2 separate regions of the Mustela lutreola genome follow, and region 1 is linked to region 2. Evidence: chromatin contacts called from public Hi-C data. All regions are on one chromosome and are shown on one strand. Each heading gives the region's core, a stretch centred on a gene start, on an enhancer-like site or on the middle of the called end of the contact. The rest is flanking DNA. Distances are from core to core; before and after follow the strand shown. Region 1 holds the start of AHCYL1 (adenosylhomocysteinase like 1). Region 2 holds the start of EPS8L3 (EPS8 like 3).

Region 1 (6,786 bases), core at 572-3,071, 180 kb after region 2:
CTGGGGTGGGGTGGTTGGAACATGGGCTTCTCTGACTAAGACTCTAGGGCCCCAGAGGCATGTATTTCATACTCTCCCCAATCTTGAATACAAACCAGTGGAAAAGATGTCATTTCAAACCACAGCTTCTTTCTTGAAAGAGTTGAGCCTGTCAAAGACCTGATGGGCTTCTGGGTATAAGAAGGTGGGCTTGGTTGGGCATGAGGAATTTGAGACAAGGGTACTGGGAGGACCTGAATTACTCATCAAGGTAGAGAGGAATCTGGCTTCTCAGAGTCAATCAAGGAAGAGAGAGGGAGGTGGAAGGATAGAAAGAGAGTAATGGATGGGGTAACTGGGTGACTCGGTATTAAGGAGGACACATGGTGTAACATGCACTGGGTGTTATATGGATTGATAAATTATTGATCTCTACTTCTGAAATGGATAATACACTATATGCTAATTAATTGAATTTAAATAAAATAAAACTGAAAGGGAGTAATGGAGAAAGCCACATTAGACAGCACTGGGCTAGGGGAACTTTGTGGGGTGGTGTGGCCCATGAGAAACCCCAGGTGACAAGATAGCCAAAATAACTTTGCAGAACATTTCAGAAATGTGATTTTAAATTGTTTGCTGTGTGATGTAATCTCTCCCCTGTGGCCCACAAACCTTCATTAAAAGTTCTGCTACATGTTACAGCATTATTTTTGCCGTTGTTTTGGAATAGGCGTGGGGGTTGAAAGAAGGGGCTGCGTTCCATATTTGAATTGACAGCAGAACTAAAGAAACAACCACCACCACCAGAACAGTGAATAAAACTTCAGATGAGGCAGAAATCTAGAGCCAGAGATAACCATGAAAATCTAAGTCATTCCCCCAACCCCACACACAGACTCAGTAATTCACAGAAATCCCGGGAAGGGCACTGGACTTTCCACAGGACATGGCACTCAGCCAGTGTCCTTTAAATCTCAAAGGACATGCTACCTCAGCTGGCATTAGGTTCCAAATAGGCTTTGCCTCTGCAGCTGGACTGTCTTGCAAAACATAAAATGTATCACAAATACCTCTACTATCCAGGCCCTTAACCTAGAGCACATTGTAGGGACCAGTAAGAGAATGCCCCAGGTGCCACCGGGAGCTGGCAGAGTCCATGCTTGGGGGAGAGCAGGAAACCCATTCAGGGCAGGACTTCTCTCTACCACCCCCAATTCCCCCTCCTTCTCCGCACTCCCTACCCATTAACCCCATCCCAATGGCCAGATAACACTAGCTCTGCGGCCTGAAGGTCTTTTAAACAAGCAAGACCTAGCGGAGACGGTGGTGGAGGTCACAAAAGGTTGTACAGAAACCAGCGTGCTGTGAGTCTGTTTTGCTGACCCTTATGGGGTGAGCACAAGGGGAAGGGGCTGCTGGTCCAAAGGGTCTGGGGCAGTGAATGGATCGTCTGGGTCCCCGCATATTTCCTGGTACTGGCTGTAGAATGTGTCACGTAGGACTCCGGTTTTTGCTTCCAAACGTCAGCCTTATGGCCCTCTGAGGTCTTGGTGGGGGAACTCCACAGCCCAAAGAAACCCCTTCTCCCCCACGCCGAGTTCCGAGACGTCCTTGAGGAAACCACGCGCCGCTCACAGGGCTGATGCCGCCACCTGGCGTCGGAAGGTATCCAGCTCACTCTGGGAACCAGCGAGGCGGGGAAGAAGAAGGCGTGGCTTCTGCAGCCCGCTCCAGCGTGGCGACGTCACGGCAGGGCGCCGTTTCTCCCCGCCTCTTCCCCTGACCCCGCCCCACTCGAAGCTGCCAGTACTTGACGTGGCGTCACCGCCCTCTACCCTTAGTTTGCGTGCGTGTTTGCGTGCAGCGGAGGTGGCGGCGCGGGCCGGTCGGACCTCGGAGCTGCTGCTCTTGGTGATCCTGTAGCCGCCGTCCCTGTCTGGCTGGTTTAGACTGCCGAGCGGACGAGACGCTGGCCACAGCACCTTAGCATCGGACGCAGCTCCGCGCGGGCTCTGCGGGAGGGTGGGCGAACGCGTGTCTGAGGGTGCCGCGCGGGCGGGCGGGCGCGGGTGAGGGAAAGAGGCGGGGGCGGCGGGTCAGCCGCGGGCCGGGCCGGCCGGGGGATGTCGATGCCTGACGCGATGCCGCTGCCCGGGGTCGGGGAGGAGCTGAAGCAGGCCAAGGAGATTGAGGACGCTGAGAAGTACTCCTTCATGGCCACCGTCACCAAGGCGCCCAAGAAGGTGCGGGGGCTCTGGGTGGCGGCGGGGGCCTGGGATGGGGCCTCGCGGAAGGGGCGCGAGCTAGCCCAGGGCCCGGGCTTCGGCTAGTTCGGGACTTAAGGGGCCAGGTTTGAGGTAGTCCGGGACGACCGAGGTGGTGTGAGGGGTGGCGGGTGAGTGACCCCAGGCCTATCCCGAGCTGGAAAGGCCGCCCCTGACCTCACTTTCCTTTGTCCCTTGGCCCTAGCCCTCCGGTATCTTTCTGAAATCTGAAAGGGCCGGGCCTTAAATTTGCGGCTGACTTTTTCTGGATGAAGGGGCTTTCGAAGACGGGGGTGGGGGGTGGTTGGGGGGGGGGGCCGTGGTGAGCCAACTCAGTCGACCCTTGTGACCAGCCCCAGGGGATGGCGCTGTACAGAAAATCACCCCTCAGGTGAGTGGGTAAGTCTGGCAGAGCTGCTTTGGGCAAAATCTTTGGGAGCAGTGGCTGGTTTATCCAGCAACTGCGTGCTAGCTTGGAGGCAAGAGGAAAAAATACGTGGAGCTAGCTCTTTTATACAGGTGAAAGCAGCGAGGGCAATAAGAGATTGAAAAGGAAAGTATGATTTTCACCTTCTACGCTCGTCCAGTTGCTTCGACATATGTAAGATATTAACGTTTGGAGGTTGGTGACAGCAGACCCTGTCTTGGATACAGGTTGATCGTAGTCATGTGAATAGATCACTTAGGCATCCCTTGAGAAAGGAGCTTGGGTGGGTTGGAGGGGTGGGTGGTAAGGAAGGATTGCTCATTCTTTACCGCACTTAACTGAGACAGAACAAGTTTAGTCTATTGTGCTGCGGGATGAGCTCAAAGGACACCCTACCAATTCTCTTGTCGTGAAAGATTAAATAGCAATCTTTGGAGATTTTAGCCTAACTAGCTCTCTGAACGGTGGAATTGGGATCCCAAGTGCTTTGTAAGCATTTGCTGTCAACCGCATCTTGACTTTCCACATACCTGGCACCCAGTTAACAGTAGACTGGAGAATCTTTGCAGAGAGGTGACCTTTCTGAAACCAGTGAGAAGCTGGATAAATATTTCCCTTCTGTAAAGACAGTGTTTCAAGGCTGCCTCTGCCTGCAGTGTTTGATGGGATGCAGTGCTTGTGTAAGCTGCATACAAGGTTTGCAGGAATAGTTACAGTCCTTGAGGCTCCTACACCTGATTTAGTTAAGCTGTCATAGTGGGAGGGATGACTTTGTTTTTAAAGTAGATTAATCTACCACTCCAGAAATCAAACGCAAGATTGAAAAGACAGGTCGCCATTGTGTGCTGTAGCTCTTTTTTCCCACAAAATTGAGAAATGTACCAGTAGAATGCCTTTAAAAGGTAGTAGAAGATCTTTTGATTCTGTGGAGTCTGATTAACTTATTTTTAGCACTTTCAGTTCAGTTGACTGCTTTGTTGGGGGCAGTAACTGTAATCTGCACTATTTGGAATCACAGGCACAGCCTTTCTAAGAATGCTTAAGGGTAATACCTACAATGAGTTAGAGGAAGGTCCTGGTACCCTAATTCCCTGAACTCTTCTCTCCCCATTAGCCTATCCTCTTTTGTCTAATAGCTTCAGGGATTAAGCATCTTTATTCTTACGTGCCTTAATTTTAGTAAGACCGTATTCTTGCAAGTGCTACTTATTAGTAAGGCAAAGTTTGTATTGTAGATTGTAAACTACATAAAGGCAGGGACTCTTGTTCACCCGTGTATGTACTGTGCCTAGCTTTATACCTAGCGTGTAGTAGGTATTTAAATATTAATTGCCCACCTAGCTAACTAGTAATTGAGAAGTCTGTAGGACCATCTACTAAGAATAAATATTCCTTTTCCTCTTTTTTTTCCAGGAGGAATATTGTTCATGTATACTATTGTCAAGCCAAATGCTAATGATTTTAAAGACTCATTGCATTAGCTGAAATGAGCAGTCTCTGCCAGGAATGTGGGAAGACCCTATTATAAGTTTCCATTTGTTGGTAAATGTACCCCCGTGTTTCTTATTAATCCTGCTCTGCCTGAGGTTTGTTTAGCATTTACACAGCACTTTGTATTAAAGTGATTTATGATGACTAATTACCCTTCCCCTAGTGATGATAAAAGGCATTTATTTAGTTAATGAGTTGACTGAGGACTGGTCAAGGTCACATAGCAAGTTCTAGGTGATCCGTTTTTTCAGAACTGAATTGGACCTTATGACTTAAGTAACTTTTGTACCTCTGCCATGTGTGGATAATGTGAGAAAGCTTGAGAAAAGAGAAAAAATGCAGTGTGGTGTGTTCTGAGTGATATAAGAAAAAGACCTCTTCAGATGGTGCCGGCCTTACCCTGTGAGGATTCCAGTGTGGCTATAGATTAAGTAATCCTTAGATCATTCCAAGCCCCAGGGCCCCTCAGAAAGTGAGGTGCCAGTCAGGCTATAGGTCACTTTAGGGTGACCTTGATGGTCCTTAGATCAGATTCCAGTGTAACTGGTGAAATTTTGTTCACTTTGGGGGCAGAGTAGATGTCCATCATTTAAGATCAAAGACTGAGATTCTTCAACGATAATTGTAACTTAGTTTTGTATGCCCCAGGGTCTACCACAGTACTGTGAAGTTAATAGGACGTGTTGGTTTGATTCAAGGTTTGATCTAGGTGTCAGGAAGTCAACTAAATGGGTGCTACCTTAAGCAAGTGAGGTTCTGTATCTCAGTTTCCTCATCTACCAAATGAATGCTTTTCATTTGGAACAGGTGGAGATAGGTGCATGGTGGGAGATAAGATTGCAAAAGTGGTTTTAAGAAAGTTTGTTGGTATACTTACTATCTTTTTAGAGAGCATTTGAGATGGCTTGTCACACAAGATACATACAATATAGATAGAAAGTCAAAACAGGGGTGCCTGGGTAGTTCAGTTGGTTAAGCTTCTGCCTTTGGTTCAGGTGGTAGTCTCAGGGTCCTGTGATCAAGTCCTGCATCCACTTTCTGCTCAGTGAGGAGCCTGCTTCTCCCTCTCCCCTCCACCCATGCGCTCACTCGCTGTCTCAAATAAATAGATAAATCTTTAAAAAAGAAAAAGTCAAAAGTGTAGAAGGAAGGGAAAAAATATTAACCCTGAGGACTAAGACAATTGATGAGGCTGATCATCACATGCAACTCTTCCCTCCTAGGAGTCAGATGATAAATGGAGTTGCATTAGCAGATGTGGGAGGTAATGCATGTACCATTTACCTGGGAAGACAGCTTTGGCCGACCCAGAGTTCTAAAGGAGATTTTCATGGGACAGTATTAACAGCTGTAGTATGAGTCACATGGTAAGACTTGTTCATAAGTTTACTGTTGATTTCAGATTGTATTGCCAGGAAAATTGGGGTGGGAAAAGGGGTTCCTTTTTTTTTTTTTTTTTTTTAAGATTTTATTTATTTATTTGACAGAGATCACAAGCAGGCAGAGAGGCAGGCAGAGAGAGAGGAAGGGAAGCAGGCCCCCCACCAGGCACAGAGCCGGATGAGGGGCTCCATGCCAGGACCCTGGGACCATGACCCGAGCCGCAGGCAGAGGCCCCAAACCACTGAGCCACCCAGGCGCCCTGGAAAAGGGGTTCCTTAGTTGTAAGGGTAGTGTACATTGTGCCGCAACTAAAGAGGATCCTTGTTTAATGTTGGCAGTTACTGGTAGACCCAAATAAACCTGCTAGTTCCCATAATCACTGGGTGTTTATCCCTCTTTTTGCTACTTTGTATTGCAGGAGTGAGAGCTGTCCTTGGGCTTTGGAAGTAGACATTGTATCGAGTTGATTTTATTTTTTTCTAAGAGTAAACCCAAATCTCCAGCTTGATGAAACTTCCGAAGATCGACTTCTCTGGAAGCCTGTCAGAGCATTTGCTATTCTCTGCACTTCTAAACGTTTACTGGGGGGACAGTCTGTACTTCCGAATATTTAAGGGGGGGTACTCTCCAGAGTGATACATTGGGCATTAAACCTAAGATCTATGCAGACAGACTTTTACCACCAGCAGTAGGGAAAAGAGAAGACACACTACTACTTTTGCTTGTAGGATATTCTTTGAGTAAAGCACATATAGCAGCCTCAGTTTATCAAAAGGATGAGCTAGTGAGAGCAAGTAGAGCCCTAGTGAGTCCTACTTAGCTGTTAACCTGTCGGATGGAATGCAGGTTGCTCCTCTTCTCATCAGGGCTATGTTATGGCTAATTCTTGGTGCAGTGTTAACTGAATTTGCACCAATACTTCTTGGGATTCACCAGGAAGAGGTTTAATAGGTAAATATTTCCTATCTTCTCTACATTATTAGGATCTCTTGATTCTCTTCAGGACAGCTGCTGTTTTAGGGACAGAAGTCAAGGGTGTAAGAAGATCATGTTTGGATTTCTCCACAGATACTGATTATCTCGCTTTCTTATTTGGTTGTTGGACACTAGTTTCCAAATTACTTTGTTCTAAGTTCCTTTACACTTTTATCTTGTAATTTGTTCATTGTCTAGATCCCTTACTGGCAAGATTACAGTCGTGTTATGTTTTATTTTATTGGGGGGGGGGTATCATTTGGG
Region 2 (5,832 bases), core at 1,612-4,111:
CCGCCGTGCTGGGTCCTGGGCAAAGAACACTGGCCCAGGGTTACTCACCTCCACCCTGTGCTGCAGACAGGTGGGCTCAGAGGAGATGGCCTGCACGTAGTCCTTCCGCTGCACTGCAGGGGAGCAAAGCAAGGGGATGGAGGGCGAGGAACCCAAGGGGTAGGGTAGGGTGGGGGGGTGGTCAGCGACGGGGGGTGGGGGGTGGGAAGGGGTTGGGGGGAGACCCCTGAGGGTGGGGGTTCCAGGAGGGAAAGAGAGAGCAGACCAGAGGGGGCGCTTACGGTAAATGGCTCTGCTGCTGGGCCGGGACATGCTGGCACAGTGAGAGGACTCCCAGAATCTACACTGAACCACAGAGACAACCATCAGGGCTGGGGAGGAAAACACGAGGGCAGAACCGGGCAGGAGACGCGCTCTTGCAGCTCGCCCCTCACTCAGGCCTGGGTCCTCCAGGACCAGACCCAAAACTTCTGGCTCCAGGGGCCTTTCTGGAACCATCTGCAGCCTTGAGTTCCTCCAAGGAGCCCCATCTCGGCTGGGCTGGGGAGGCTCAAGGCAGGCTCCTGACCTCCCATTTTTTGGTCACTAAGGCTCATTCCCTTGGGCTCGAGAAGGCTGTGTGGACAGGCACCTGGGAACATATCTTGTCTTGGGCCTGAATGTGAAAGATGCCAGGTCCAGGGGCTGCACCTAGCTTCTGGAGGAAGGGTGGCAGGTACAGCACCCTTTCTTGCCAAAACAAGCCTCTTGTCCAAGCCTGTTTCGGTTCTGAAAATCCAGAAGAGGTCGATGTTGTCCCTTAAGCTGCGGTCGAACTTAGGAGTGGTGTGTTGTGTGTGTCTATCTGTTTGCACGCTTTAATCATGGGGCTCTGTAGGATTTGTCAATGATCTGTACCTCCCTGAATGTCTTAGATAATCAAGACTCCTGTCTCCTCACCTTTCCATACTCTGAACCCTCTGCCCAGAGCCCCTCCCTACCCAGCCCTTGAAATCCAGCTCAAGGATCACCTCTTTCGTGAAGCCCCTCCTTGACCACCGCTCTCCCCTGCCCAGAGTGCCCTCCCGATGCCACAGTCAACCTTGTATGTTTCTCACAAAGACAGCCACTCTGGTTAGTGTGTGAACCTGGGGCTGCACCCCTTATAAATACCGTATTTCACTTTCACTCCCATCGTATGGACTTCTTTGGCTCTACGCACTGTTCTATGGACTTCACCCTCATCAACTCTCTTAGTCTTCAAAACCACCTCACCCAGAGGGTGCTGTTATTGTTCCATTTACCCGATGGGGACTCTGAGGTTCAAAGAGGGTAACAGGCTTGAGGTCACCAGCGAGTATTTCCTGGAGAATGAGCCTAGCCCAGTCTGGCTGCACACTCCAGGCTTTAACTGTGTAGATATGTCTCTGTGTAGATATAACTCTGTAGATATGTCACAGCACAGGGCTGTGACCTGCCGAGGACAGACTTGTCTTGCCATGGCTGTCTCCCCAGTGCCTTCCCAACATGGGGCGGAGGGGAGGGGTTGTCTAGAATACACACAGGTTGAAAAGCAATGGAGGTAAGTATAGTGCGTGTGCATGCATGGGTGGGGGGGGGAGTGAACTGAGCATGTGGGTCAAGGGTAAGTGTCACTGGGATGACGTGTGTATGCATCATGAATAGGGTGTCAAGTCTGTGGACACCATGCATCTCCATGGTGTGCCTGGGTTGTACAGAAACCCTGAAATATCCCGGGCAAAGTATAAGAGAGCAGCCCACACCTGTTTATTAGGACTGTTATGAAAATAACAGAGGTTCTGATAAGATGACTCAGGGATGGGGAAATCAGTTGCTAGGAAACGACTGAGGGATTGTGGAGGAGGTGGCTGGCTCTGTTTTCCTTGTTTGGGAGCACCGAGTCCCCTTGGAGGGGACAGGGCTGATGGAAGCCTGCTCCTCCCCACTCTACACCCCTGGGTGCAACACTTCCTGCTTCTAGGTCCGGAAGAGAAAGAAGAGAAAATTAGCTCTGCCTTGGTCAGCCCTACTCCCCTCCTCCCGTGCTAGTATGTGGGTCCGTGTGCGCAGGTCTCCCGGAACTGTCTGAAGCTCAGAATCGCAGACGACAATAGAGGGGAGGCAGCTGACTTTGGCCTGCTTTCCCCTTGGGGGAGGAGGGCTGTGGCCACCTAGTTGCCCCACGTATCCCCTGAACTTAAGGGTTTGGCTCAGGGAAGGTGTGTCTGCATCACAGACCCTGGGAGAAGAAGACCAGAGATGCTTCTTCTTCTTCTTCTTTTTTTTTTTTTTTTTTTAAAGATTCCATTCATTTACTTGGCAGAGAGAGAGATCACAAGTAGGCAGTAGGCAGAGAGGCAGGCAGAGAGAGAGAGGAGGAAGCAGGCCTCCCGCTGAGCAGAGAGCCCGATGCGGGGCTCTATCCCAGGACCCTGGGACCACGACCCGAGCCAAAGGCAGAGGCCCAACCCACTGAGCCACCCAGGCGCCCCCCCAGAGATGCTTCTAATCCGGATTTCTCCTGCCCTGCTTCCGAGCCAGCTAACCAGCCCGAGTCCCAAGCCTTTCTTGGGCTTGCTCTTCCTGGCAGCATTCGGGAACGGGCTGGAGACCTCAGTGGGGAAGACACGGACATGTTCCCACAACCCAGGATCCCCTGCGGCTGAGCGGCAAACCCCGCCCCCATCCTCCAGAAGGCCAGGCCTTACCTGTGTCCGGGTGAGGTTTGTCTCCCCCCAAGGGGCTGCCGTTTGAGCCAGTGGTGGGAGCGCAGCGGCTGCTCTGCCAGCAGCCCCAGACAGAGGCCTTGTGACCGGCTGGCCCTGGCTGAGCCAGCAGGCCTTATGGGGATGAGGCCAGGAGACAGCCACACCTGTGCTCTTTGGACTCCGGTGGGTGTGGTGGCTTCGTAGGCCAGCACCCACTCCACGCGGAAGCCGGGACCTATGGCAGTGCCAAGCTTAGCCAGAGTCCCCCCGGGCCCAGCCTCCCCCTCTGCTCTCCCCCAGTGTTTGGGTGTGGCCTTCTCTTCCCTCTGCCTTTTGGGTTCCTCTGCTGAGGGCCCCAGTCCGCCTTAGGCACTAGAGCTGGGGCTAGAAGGAGAGGGCCCCTTGGCCAGGGAGGCCTGGCTTCTGTGGTCAGGGGACAGGTGGCTAGAGGTGGGCCCCTGGGGTTTGGGGCACCCGTGCCCGTGGGGGTGCGGGTACCACATGCATGATTGCGCATGCTCAGTGGTGCCCGTGAGTGGGACAGGGATCTTGGAAGAGCTGACGGGGTGGGGGTCGCCAGGGGGTATAATAAGGAGGGCTGAGACTTCTCCGGGCAGTGCTACCTCATTCTGTTCTTTATTCTGTCTCCTCCCACCAGCAAGGAGCGCCCCCTCACCGTCCTTGCTCTTCCACTCACTTCTCACCCCCTGTCCAGCCAACACTGCTCTGGGTGGTCTGGAGTCCAGGGGTTAGATCCTGGCCAGGGCCTTCCCCACCTGCAAGAGTCCATCAGGCCCCAGCATTAGGGGCCCAGGGCTCAGGTACGTCCTGGGCCAGCCCTAGTCATGGCCTCATGGGAACTGGCCCTCCAGGCCTCCCTGGGGCTCAGCCTGTTGGTCCTCCAGCTTCTTCCTGGATAGGACAGCCTGTCACCTTGCCTCCTCCAGTCCCAGCCCCAGCTTCATCAAGGCTGTAGCCACATTCCACCCTCGGCGCAGGCCCCAGTGCCCAGCTAAGTCCATGCTTCTGCCCCGCTCAGGATGAGCCTGCCCTTCGCATACTCCTCCCCTGATGTCAGTACAAGGACAGGAGGCTCTCGCACAGAGGACTGTGGGCAGGGGAAGGGGAAAGGCCCACCGCAGAGATACACGTGAATCTTAGGGCAGAGAGACAAGGAGCACCACCTGGCACTCTGGGCTCTTGCTCTCCACAGTGCCCTGTGGGGTGGGGGTGGGGGCCCTTGGGAACAGTATGGACTTCCCCAGAAAGGAGCCCTTTGTGGCCTGGGTGGAGCTGGCCCCAGGCCTTTGAGTCAGGCACTGAGGACATCTGACCGAGGGGAGCGCTCCAGGGAAGAAGGGACTTAGGAGGGACAGAGAGGCCAGGCCATCTGCCCCGGGGATGTGGGGTCCATTACTGGTGCTTTTGCACAAAGAAAGCTCCAGGTACCAAAGTATTTCTTTAGTGAAGTCATCCTGGCTGGAACTCAAAGGACATCTCCTTGAACTATGAGGCTAGAAGACTTTGGATCTCATCCACTCACTCACTCACTCATTCCCCAGCTCTGTATGGGGGGCTTCCCATTGGCCGGGCACCTAGCTAGATGCTAGGAGACACCTTGGGACTCAGCCCGAGTTCAGTGTCTCCCTCTAAACAACCCAGCCTCGCCACCCATGTACCCAGCCCGGTGGAGGCACCAATTCCCAGCCAAGCATCCAAGCAAGGATGTCCCTGGTCTGTTGTCTCCCCAGAAGGCCCTGCCACTCATTGGTTCTCAGGGCCTAGAGTGAGGCTGCCTCCGAGTGGGGGGTAGGGATAGACCCAGGCACATAGGCTTTAGGTTGAAGAGGCCAAGGAGTACCCCTTCCAGGTGACCCCAGCCTGGGCCTCTCAGAAGCTCCAGAGTGGGCCCTGTTCAGTGCCAGGGAACTCTGCTTGCATGAAGGGCCATCGGAGAGAGAGGACAGACTCCGGGATTTGGGGACAGAGGCCTGCTTGTGGCTGAAAGTCACAGAGAGCCTGAGGCTTGTGGAAGCAGAAGCCGGGAAGGGTCCTGCCAGAGCTCTTGCTAGCCCACTCCATGGGTGATGTCAGATAGGGAGCTGGAGCCTGAATCGTGGCCATGGCCAGGAACTGATGCTTAGGTCCTGGGGCTTCGAAACAGACCCCATCTCTGCCACTGCTGCCTCCAGGCCCAGCACCTGGGGGCAAATGGCTTCTAGAAACCAGGCAGAGGAGTCCACGAGAGACATCACGCCTGCCATTTGGAGCTTTCATTCCAGAGGTAGAAGAAATGAGTAGATACAAGGTAATCAAAGCTCTGATAAGTGACAGGAAGGAAGCCAGCGGGGGTGATGTGATTGAAGGCAGGGGTGTGGGAGGATACTTTGGATGCCTGTAATCAGAGAAAACGTCTCCGAGGAGGGGAACTTCGAGCCGAGGTAAAGTGTTTGAGAGGAGACTGTGCTGTGAAATACCATGGAAGGAAGGCAATGAGACAACGATGTGGCAGCTGGAAAGGCTGCTGGGAGACTGGAGCTGAATGGGTGCCAGGAGAGGCGTGCCACTGTGGTCTGTACCAGGGCAGGCCCAGGTGGGTGGTAGTCAGAGTGCCCCAGGCTCTGCAGGCTGGGAGTCTGGCTTTTATTTCAAGGGCAGTTGGAAGATGCTGGGGGCTTTTGAGTGGAAGAGTGGTGTGGTCTGATTTGTGTTTTAGGAGAATAGGCTGCAGTGGAGGTGTGGGCCCAGGGAGACTGATGGGCAGCTCTGCAGCCATGGGGAGGAGGCAGAGGCCGGTGAGCATGTAGGTGAACTGTCTGGGGAGCACTGTGGTGGTGGAGAAGTGGACAGAGTGTCAGAGTGTGGACAACCAGGCAGGTTATGGTGACCCTCGGTGAGGTGGGGAGGACCAGACGAGGAGGAGCAGCTGCGAAGGAGGGAAGAGGTTCAGTTCTGTTCCTGGCGGCTACGGTGTGAAAGGCTTCTGCAGATTTGGAGTGGAAGCATCGAGAAGGCAGGAGGAACCTGGAATCAGAAGCTGAGTGCGGTGGGATGACCCCGAGGCAGCCATTCAAGACCGTGGGGCAAGACTGTTCAGCCGTGTGGGGGGAAGTTCATGGCAGTG

Evidence for each region. A called contact is a pair of places that touch in the nucleus more often than the background predicts.
Region 1: a Hi-C map of blood shows a contact between it and region 2, with 6 times the contacts expected there. The contact joins the promoter of AHCYL1 here to the promoter of EPS8L3 in region 2. A contact is called at or near these places in 2 of 2 Hi-C or Micro-C datasets (blood and an unstated tissue).

What each region holds. Positions count from the first base shown.
Region 1 is chr10:93,994,874-94,001,659 of mMusLut2.pri, forward strand. It overlaps AHCYL1 (adenosylhomocysteinase like 1), which reads left to right and starts at 1,822. Exons shown (of 17, transcript XM_059137987.1): 1 at 1,822-2,225. The coding sequence starts at 2,106.
Region 2 is chr10:93,818,470-93,824,301 of mMusLut2.pri, forward strand. It overlaps EPS8L3 (EPS8 like 3), which reads right to left and starts at 2,862. Exons shown (of 20, transcript XM_059137453.1): 1 at 2,709-2,862; 2 at 644-768; 3 at 282-345; 4 at 49-113. The coding sequence starts at 312.